Regions from separate parts of the Mus musculus genome. Here all the other regions are linked to region 2. Evidence: chromatin contacts called from public ChIA-PET and HiChIP or PLAC-seq data. All regions are on one chromosome and are shown on one strand. The core of a region is the stretch at or near the end of the contact, and the rest is flanking DNA. Distances in the headings are between cores, read along the strand shown. Region 1 overlaps Fam120a (family with sequence similarity 120, member A). Region 2 holds the start of Ninj1 (ninjurin 1). Region 3 has its middle 75 kb from the start of Gm36784.

Evidence for each region. ChIA-PET counts read pairs in DNA pulled down with a chosen protein or histone mark. HiChIP or PLAC-seq counts read pairs in DNA pulled down with a chosen protein or histone mark.
Region 1: a contact with region 2 is called in an RNA polymerase II ChIA-PET map of memory CD8 T cells, with 62 read pairs. The contact joins the enhancer-like site here to the promoter of Ninj1 in region 2. A contact is called at or near these places in 1 of 39 promoter capture datasets (cranial neural crest), 3 of 484 Hi-C or Micro-C datasets (the G1E-ER4 cell line, liver and olfactory sensory neurons) and 3 of 115 datasets of contacts at active chromatin or transcription factors (memory CD8 T cells, oligodendrocyte precursor cells and pancreatic cancer cells).
Region 3: an H3K27ac HiChIP or PLAC-seq map of embryonic stem cells shows a contact between it and region 2, with 2.3 times the contacts expected there. The contact joins the enhancer-like site here to the promoter of Ninj1 in region 2. A contact is called at or near these places in 5 of 39 promoter capture datasets (cranial neural crest, embryonic stem cells, frontonasal cranial neural crest and 2 more), 1 of 15 datasets of contacts at CTCF or cohesin (embryonic stem cells), 3 of 484 Hi-C or Micro-C datasets (adipose-derived mesenchymal stem cells, cerebellum and cerebral cortex) and 7 of 115 datasets of contacts at active chromatin or transcription factors (bone marrow-derived macrophages, embryonic stem cells, extraembryonic endoderm stem cells and 2 more).

The regions. Positions count from the first base shown.
Region 1 is chr13:48,927,668-48,930,367 of GRCm38.p6, reverse strand. All of the region lies in intron 5 of Fam120a (family with sequence similarity 120, member A), which reads left to right. Among named protein-coding and RNA genes, the nearest start is that of Fam120a, 39 kb to the left of the region's middle. Within about 2 kb of position 1,272, at least 36 of the 459 cell types and tissues checked have an H3K27ac peak or open chromatin away from gene starts, as enhancers often do. A contact at or near this core is called in liver and memory CD8 T cells, where this site is marked.
Region 2 is chr13:49,186,085-49,188,784 of GRCm38.p6, reverse strand. It overlaps Ninj1 (ninjurin 1), which reads right to left and starts at 1,256. Exons shown (of 4, transcript NM_013610.3): 1 at 1,148-1,256. The coding sequence starts at 1,222.
Region 3 is chr13:48,781,754-48,784,453 of GRCm38.p6, reverse strand. No RefSeq gene overlaps it. Among named protein-coding and RNA genes, the nearest start is that of Gm36784, 75 kb to the right of the region's middle. Within about 2 kb of position 1,418, at least 92 of the 459 cell types and tissues checked have an H3K27ac peak or open chromatin away from gene starts, as enhancers often do. A contact at or near this core is called in adipose-derived mesenchymal stem cells, where this site is marked.

The DNA of each region.
Region 1 (2,700 bases), core at 23-2,522, 260 kb after region 2:
AGACCTGAGTGCCATCCCCAGATCTCAACACAGTGGAAGCAAAGAACCACCTCCCCCAACTTTCCCTCAAACTTCACACCATGGCACACATGTAACAAAATAAGCCAAAAATTGTTTTGTTTCTTTTTGTTTGTTTTTATTTTTCAAGACAAGGTTTTTTTGTGTAGTTCTGACTGTCCTGGAATTTGATCAATAGACCAGGCTGGCATTGAATCCAGATATCCACTTGCCCCTGCCTCCTGGGTGTTGAGATTAAAAGCATGCACCACCACCAACCAGCTAAATAAAAATGCTTATTTAGCTGACACTTCTGGAAACTCAAGGCTGTGGCACTGGGCTCAGCTCAGCTCTAGTGAGGACGTCATAGCACATGGGACCACAGTGGCAGTTCTGTGCTGTGACAGAGAGCATACTCTGAGACTGGAAGTGAGAGACAGATGGGTCCACAAGCCCATCGATGGGCCTTTAGTGGCTCCCACTGTGCTCCAGGGCTTGAAGATTTCACCCATCCATCACCTTCAGTAGCACCAAACTGAGGACCAAGTGTCCACCACATGAAACCACAGTACCTGGGTCAGGAAGCAGCAGCTGCAGTCTGAGTAGTTACCGGAGATTGTGTGAACAACACAGCACTCACAGGGCATCCAGGAACAGGAAGTGAGGTGAAAAGCAGTATCTGCTTTTTATATCTGAGTTTCTAAAGAGTTTGAAAAGGAAATTGTGTGGAAAATGTACTGATTTTTCTTTTTTCCTCTATCATTCCCCCAAATAATGCAGTATAGCAACTCTTTGCATAGCATTTGCCTTGCAGTTATTTAGTCTTTGCTGTTCTTAGTCTTTCTCTGTAGGTGTACAGGAGGGGGCATACAGGCTCTGTGGATAGATTCTATGCACAGATTCTCTGTGTGTAGGTTCTATACATTATACAGAAAGGACTTGGACAGTGGTATCCCCTGGGATTTCTGGGATAACAGTTACCAGGATATCCTTACAATACTTTGGGAATACTGACTGTACACATGACATTGTACATTGATCAAGGCTAGTGGCATGTCTTGGCATCTTATGTAAACAAGGTGAATTCTAAATTAAGTTAGAATGTCTGTGAAGTACATTCATGTTTTCAGTCATTAAATGATATTTAAGTGTTTGTGGATAGACGGATAGACTTGGCTGAGATTTCAGTTCCATTTTGTGTAATAATCTTTTCAAAGGGCAGCACCTTGAACTTATGAGGGCTCTCTCTCTGGGCCTGATCTGATTAAAAACAAACAAAACAAACACAAAAACCCTTACCCTTTCAGGACTAATATCCTGGGGCCAAGCTTCCAATGTCAGACTTTGCAGAGATGTCAGAAGCTGAACCAGAAAACTAACGAAACAAAAAACTTCCCTTTGACAACCATTCCTCACCTCATTCTTGGTTGGTTTGTTTGTTTGTTTTGTTTTGATTTTTGTTTTTTGTTTTTTTGTTTTTCGAGACAGGCCTTCTCTGTGCAGGCCTGGCTGTCCTGGAACTCACTCTGTAGACCAGTCTGGCCTCGAACTCAGAGATCCGCCTGCCTCTGCCTCCCGAGTGCTGGGATTAAAGGCGTGTGCCACCACGCCTGGCTCTCATTCTTGTTTTTCTTCTGCTTTGAGGTGCTAGAGAATCAGTCCCAGAGCCCAAGTATTCTAGGCAAGCATTCAGCAGTGAACTCTAGTGGTTTGGGTATTGTTGGAGAATGAGAAAAGAATGTGTTCAGGTAATGTCTTTGTCCGGCCTAGAGATTTTTAAAGTAAGCATATAGGTTATTGAGAAGGCTTGGCTGATAAAGGTAAAGGCCCTGCTGATGCAGCTGCCTTCCCGAGTTGGATTCCCCAGAACTTGTATAATGGGAGAGGAGAACTGACTGACTGTAGGAAGTTATCTGTCAGCTTCCACACATTCGCAGTGCTGTGTGTTGGCATACAGTGGTTTGTGTCCCTGCACACTGCCAGTTATAGCTTGTTGTGAGTTACCACTCTGAACACAAGTATGAGAAAGACTTGAGTTCTCACAATTTGTGGCTTAAAGTGGTAATGCAAGCCCTAATGCCCTACTAGTTATATGAACATTGGCGAGTGCTCAGGGACATTCCAAAGCTGCATGAGTGAAGCTAGGGTCCTTATTATCTCAGCTACCTTTCTGCTACTGTGGAGAGACACCATGGCTAAGTGTCTTTTAAGTTCCAGAGGATGAGACCATGACCATTGTGGCAGGGAGTAAGGCAGCAGGCAGGCTGGGCACTGAAGCAATTGTACACATCTGATCCAGAAGTGGGAGGCAGAGTGCTACTATGGAATGGCATTGACTTGAGAAGCTTGCTTCAATAACACACCTTCTCCAGTAAGGCCATACCTAATCCTTCCACCAACTGGGGATTAAGTATTCACATGTTTGAGCCTGGGGATGGGGTGAGGGGAGGGGGAGGGAGAGGGGCTATGATTCTCATTCAAACACCACATTTAAGTAAATGAACTATACACTCTTGGTCAGAGGGTTAAAATTGTCAAAGCTACTCTTGAGATGACTCAGCAGGCAAAGGCACTTGCTGCCACTCCTGACACTGGAGTAAGGGAAAGATAACTTATACATATTGTCCTCTGACCTCCAAAGACATGTTGTGTCATGTGTACGTCTGGTGTGCACACAGTGCACCCACACAAAATTAATGAATA
Region 2 (2,700 bases), core at 7-2,506:
ATTTGCATCCCTTGTCCTTAAAGGCCTAGAGATCACTGGTTCTTTATTGTAGACCCACATACAAAAGGCCCAGACAGTTGATGGGCTCCCTAAAGGAACTCAGCCCGGGGTGTCCCTGGCCCACTGCTTCCGGAGTGTTCACACATTTTGGCAGAGCCCAAGTCTCAGCTGGCACACCTGAAGTAGTCCCAGGAGACGTTGGTGTTCCCTGTTTCCACTATATGGACCTGGGCAGAAAGTCTCTGTTCTGGTTTATTTTGCACCGCAAAGACTTGTGGAAAATCCCAGCCTGGTGCAATTCCCCACCCCACTCCACCCCATCCCTGGGGGGGGGGGTCGGAAATAGAAGGAATGTCCAAAGTCAACATGTCACCGAGGGACAGAGGGCCATGCGGGGTGGTACAAGTGAAGGCTCGGCCCTGGCATGCTCAGGCCCTGCCCCGGAGGTAGACTATGAGGTGAGGGGTCAGGAAAGATGGTCCCTCGACACAGGCATCCGACCATCGCTGTGGCCTTAGCAGGCTAGGCAGAGCAAACTCGAGGCAGGTCCTTACAGTCCTAGAACTAGCACCCTGACGATCGAGAGGGTGGCGTTCTGTTTTTCATAGGCAGGTGACAGCAGCAGAGACACAGCCACGGGTTTCCCCCTTATCACTGCTGCAGACGACCGTGTGGTCACCGTGTGGTGACGTAGCTGTCTGCCTGATGCTAGCTTCCAACCAGGAGGCGGTGACTCTTCTCCCGCCCACCCCAAGGCACGCAGGAGACAGCCCGGAGGCGTTGGAAGTTGGAGGATGGTGTGGGAGGCAGGAGAGTCCCGGAGAGCGGAATGCCAGCCTTCTCCACCCGAGGAGTGGTGCCAGCCAGACGCGGGCTCTGCACAGCGGGGCGACGGCAGCAAGCTAGACCGCCCGGCGCCTCTGCCTACCTGCTGTGCTGGCCCCAGACCCGTGGGCCACCACTTGCGCTAGAGACAGGTCAAGCACGACTTTGCCCGGAAGCAGCGGCCACCACCACCCCCCGCAGTGCGGACGCCGCGCGAAACCGGGCCAGACGCCCACAGGTGCCCGCTGACGTGCCGGGCCCAGAGAGGGCGGCGCCGGCCAAGGTCACACAGCAGCCGGGGCAGGAGGTGCTGAGAGCTTACCAAGGCGTCGGGGGAACCGGGGGAGCCCGGGCGCAGGTCGCCGTTGAGCTCATACTCCTCAGTGCCCGACTCCATGGTGCGGCCGCCCGGGCCGCCCAGCACACGGCCTGAGCGCACCCGCGCCTCCGCCACGGGCTACGGCTGTGCGCCCGCCCCCGGCCCGCCCCCGGCCCGCCCCCGACACGCCCCCCGCGCGCGGCCGCCCCCGGACTCCGCCTCCACCCGGGGCGGGCCGGGGCCTAGACGCCAGCTGCTGGAATCGCGCCTGAGCAGGATAGCACTTCTCCAGCGGCCTTGATGTCCCCAATTCTCAGGCTCCTTCACGATGGCTAGGGCAAGCAGCCCAGCGCCTGTCCTCGCGATGACATCGGGGGTCCCCAGGGACCCTGTCTCAAAGTTGTTGATCAAACGGGCCCCCCTCTGAACTTTGAACATAAGCACTTGATCTGTTTAAAAGTGAGGCCAAGGGCGAGGCACATGCTGCCCCGTGCTGAGGTTTTTTCCTTGGGGAGGACACGCCCTGAGGCTGTAAGTCCCTTCAGGGTAACTCAACACAGGAAAAGGGTGTCAACGGTTACTCCAGGTTTCCACTTTAGAGCCCTCAGCTGTTCTGCCTGGAGAATAGAACATATGAGGGAGAGCCTCTTGCTCTGGGTCTAGCTTGCAGCCAGCACCCCACTGTGCAGAGCCTGCGTGTGGCTGGCACTGGTGGAGAAGGCTGGCATTCCGCTCTCCGGGACTCTCCTGCCTCCCACACCACCCTCCAAGAGAGACCAGGGACCAGAGGGAAGCACAACAGCTTTAGTGTCCAGAAGAAGCTGACATCATAGCCCTGACATCTATACTCCAAGGGTATGACGTGTTGGTTGGCTACTGCAGTTCGTGGCCCAATGGACCTTTGTGCCCCAGTACCATGTCTTTTCCTGGCCTAGGAAGCTAGATGGAGTGTGATGGGGTGCTGTCGTCCGAGGAGACACACTAGATGCAGGAGTAAAAGCCAGTTGCTGTGCCTTCTTCCTTCCCACCCTGGCCTCACTCTCAGGCCCCATGCTTTGCCTGGCCTCAGGGGTGCCACACTCCTCTCCTGGTATCTCCTAGAGTCTCAGAAGGAATAAGGACGATGAGACTCTTAGGGAGATTACAAGCTGGGGCTCAGAACTACCGTTCCTTGATGGAGTGGTTCACCTTCTCTTTATGACCCTTCTTGCCAGCTTGTGTCTTAGCATAAGGCTGGAGTTTGCTAAAGGCCAAGTGAACCTGCGGACCCTCTGTCCCCTGTCTCACATCCAGAAGGAAGAGGATTAGAAATAAGAAATGGAGCCAGCCTGGTGGTAGAGGTGGTGGCACAAGCCTTTAATCCCAGCACTTGGAGGCAGAGACAGGTGTATGTCTGAGTTCGAGGCCAGCCTGGTCTACAGAGCAAGTTCCAGAACAGCCAGAGCTACATAGAGAAACGCTGTCCCAAAAACAAAAAAGATACCTGGGCAGAAGAGATGGCTTAGTAGTTAAGAGTACCGGCTGCTTGCAGCTCTTGACCGTCTCTCACTCCTCTT
Region 3 (2,700 bases), core at 169-2,668, 400 kb after region 2:
CATATGGAAAAGTTCTTTACCGCCATCCCTCAGGGATATGCAAATGACCGCTCTGCTAAGCTTCCATCCATTAGGCTCGCATTAGAGTGATCAACCCAGAAATTACTCTTGGGCAGTTCAGGTGGGGGAGGAAGCAGGCCCACTGCGTGAGACATTGTGCTGGTTAAATTAAACACATGGAAGGGCCATCCAAGCTCGGGGGAGGGGCGGGACGTCTTTCCCAGAGAAGTGAGAAACTATAGCCCAGAGTTTATGACTTAGGTGGAGAAACCCAAACACCTAAGTAGGGTAGATGTGGGCGAGAAAACCCATCTGTCTGTATGCGATGGGTCTGCTGTGTTAGGAAAGGCTGAGCAGATAATGGCTTCCTTCAAAGAAGCCAGAAAGGACAGCTGTGTGGGTTTGAGGCTGGGGCCAGGTAACACTGGCCCTGAGCAACATGGGAGGGAGAGGTGAGCCCTGTAGTACAGGCTTCAGGAAGTTCTTGAAAGAGCTCCCCACCATCACAGAGGTGGTGGCCAAAACCAAGTCTTCAGAGTCAATTCCACAGCACCTAGTTCACACCTCAATTGTGTTTTGGCAACACTAGGGATGGAGCCCAGGACTTAGCCTGTGCATAGAAAAGCATTCTACCCTTGAACTATGGTTCACTTAGCACAAGGAAGTTGATTTTTTTTTTAACACTTCTGCCCATGTCCCTGCCTCCTTTCTGAGCTCAAGCCCATTTTGAAAGTCATGTCCAACAGGGAAAGACCATGGTCTGTGCCAGCCAAAAGCTGGCACGAAAGCCTTGTGCCTCTTCTCTCCCATGGGCAGACTGTATACAACTATCTACTCCCTGTCCCCCACACCAGCATCTTCCAGAGGCTTGATCGTCAAGTCCTCCCTTCCACCTTGGTCAGCTGGGCCCTTTCCCTCCCTGATTTTGTGTGGCAAGATTGCATCCTCCAAGAAGCCTTTCCAGGTTCTCCAGGCTGAGCCCTTGGTGTCACAGGGTTGACCTGTTGTTTGGTTGTTAGATTTTCCTAGAAAGCCATGTTCTGTTCCCGACTCCATTGGGGTTTCCTCTGAGGCAGGAACCTCTATCTCCTGGGGCTTTCATTCGCTGGTGCTGGGCAGGAGGTCTGCATCCAATCTCAGAGGCCTACCTGTGTTTGGAAATCCAAGCCCGAGAGGTGGGGTGGGCCCTGCAGTTGGGGAGGGTTCTGAGCTGATTCGTTAAAAGGTTTTATGAAAGCACGCTAAATAGACCGTGCAATTGCGAGAATAAGTTCTTCTCTGGTGGAAATTACTCAGCCATTTGGTTCTTATTTTGGCGAACGTGGTTCGGCCCTTTTGAACGCACTTGATACGCCTCGGCTGCCAGAGCAACAGGAAGATATGCTTTGAATTCCCTGTAAACCCCGTGTAAACACCAGGCTTACGGGTAATTGCAACAGAACCCGGCTCCACCCCGCAGCCTCTGCATGCCACCCCTCCCGACTACTGCCTAGGCCTGCAGCCCGCGGCTCCGCCCCTGGGCTTCAAGGTCTAACACATGCCCAGACAGAGGCTGGGCTCCCAGAAGGGCTTCCTCCTGGCAACAGGGAGCTGGTAGCTTCTTAGCCGGCCGGCCTTGGTGCGCTTCATAGTCACTACATCTCTGGATTCCTGCCCTGGCTTTAGCAGAGAGGCTGTGGCCTCTGGACCGCTCTGCCCTGCCCACTTCCCCCAAGCCTGTGTGTTCTGGCGCCCTGAGCTCACAGGACATCACCAGCTCTGACTTTTGGTGGACGTGGAAGCCTTACAGTGGTCTGGCTTTCAGGGTTGTGGCTCACATCGAATCTGGAGGGGGCCTTCTTGCTTTCTAACCTTCCTGCCTCTTGTCAGGCTCAACTGGAGCATCCCTCAAAGGCCAAGCTGGAGCGCAGCATAGATCTGGGGCTGAGCAGCACTGGCCCCAGCAGCAGTGTGAGAGAGGACTGTAGTTTGGGTCCCAGGCAGCCGCTTAAGTGCTGGGTGGATGTAGCAGCCCACCTGCAAGCCCAGCACTCAGGAGGAAGAGACGGGAGAGCTCAGAAGCGACTAGGCTAAGTTCGCCAAATTCTCAAGCTCTGGGTTCAAGTGAGAGACCCTGCCTTAATATGTAAGGTGGGGGGCAATTGAGTAAGGTATCCAATGACAACCTCTGGACTCCACATACCTACACACACACACACACACACACACACACACACACACACACACACAGAAGAACCCACACATGATCATGCCTCCACACACATGAACCCACACATGATCATGCCTCCACACACATGAGTATACACATGATCATGCACACCCCACACACAAAGAGTGACTGAGAGAGATAAAGAAGAGATGATTATTTGAGAACTCCCTCCTTTCTGATGGGATTGATGCTCTTCTTACGGACTCAGCTCACTGACTTGTCTGTCTCCTGACATTTGAGACTCCAGTGTTTCCACCTCTGGAGGATGAAGCCTTGGGAGCAGAGACCAACCCTTGCAGGCTCAGGTGTTGCTGGTGCCTTCATCCTTACCTCCCAGCCTCCAGAACCATGAGAAACCAATCTCTGATCTTAATAACTGGTCCAGCCTCTGGCATTTTGTTTAGCAACCTTAGTGAGCTAAGCCCCAGATCTTGCCAATGGGCGTGTGGGGCTCCTCCCATTCTGCACTCCGTTTCTTCAAGTCCCTTGGG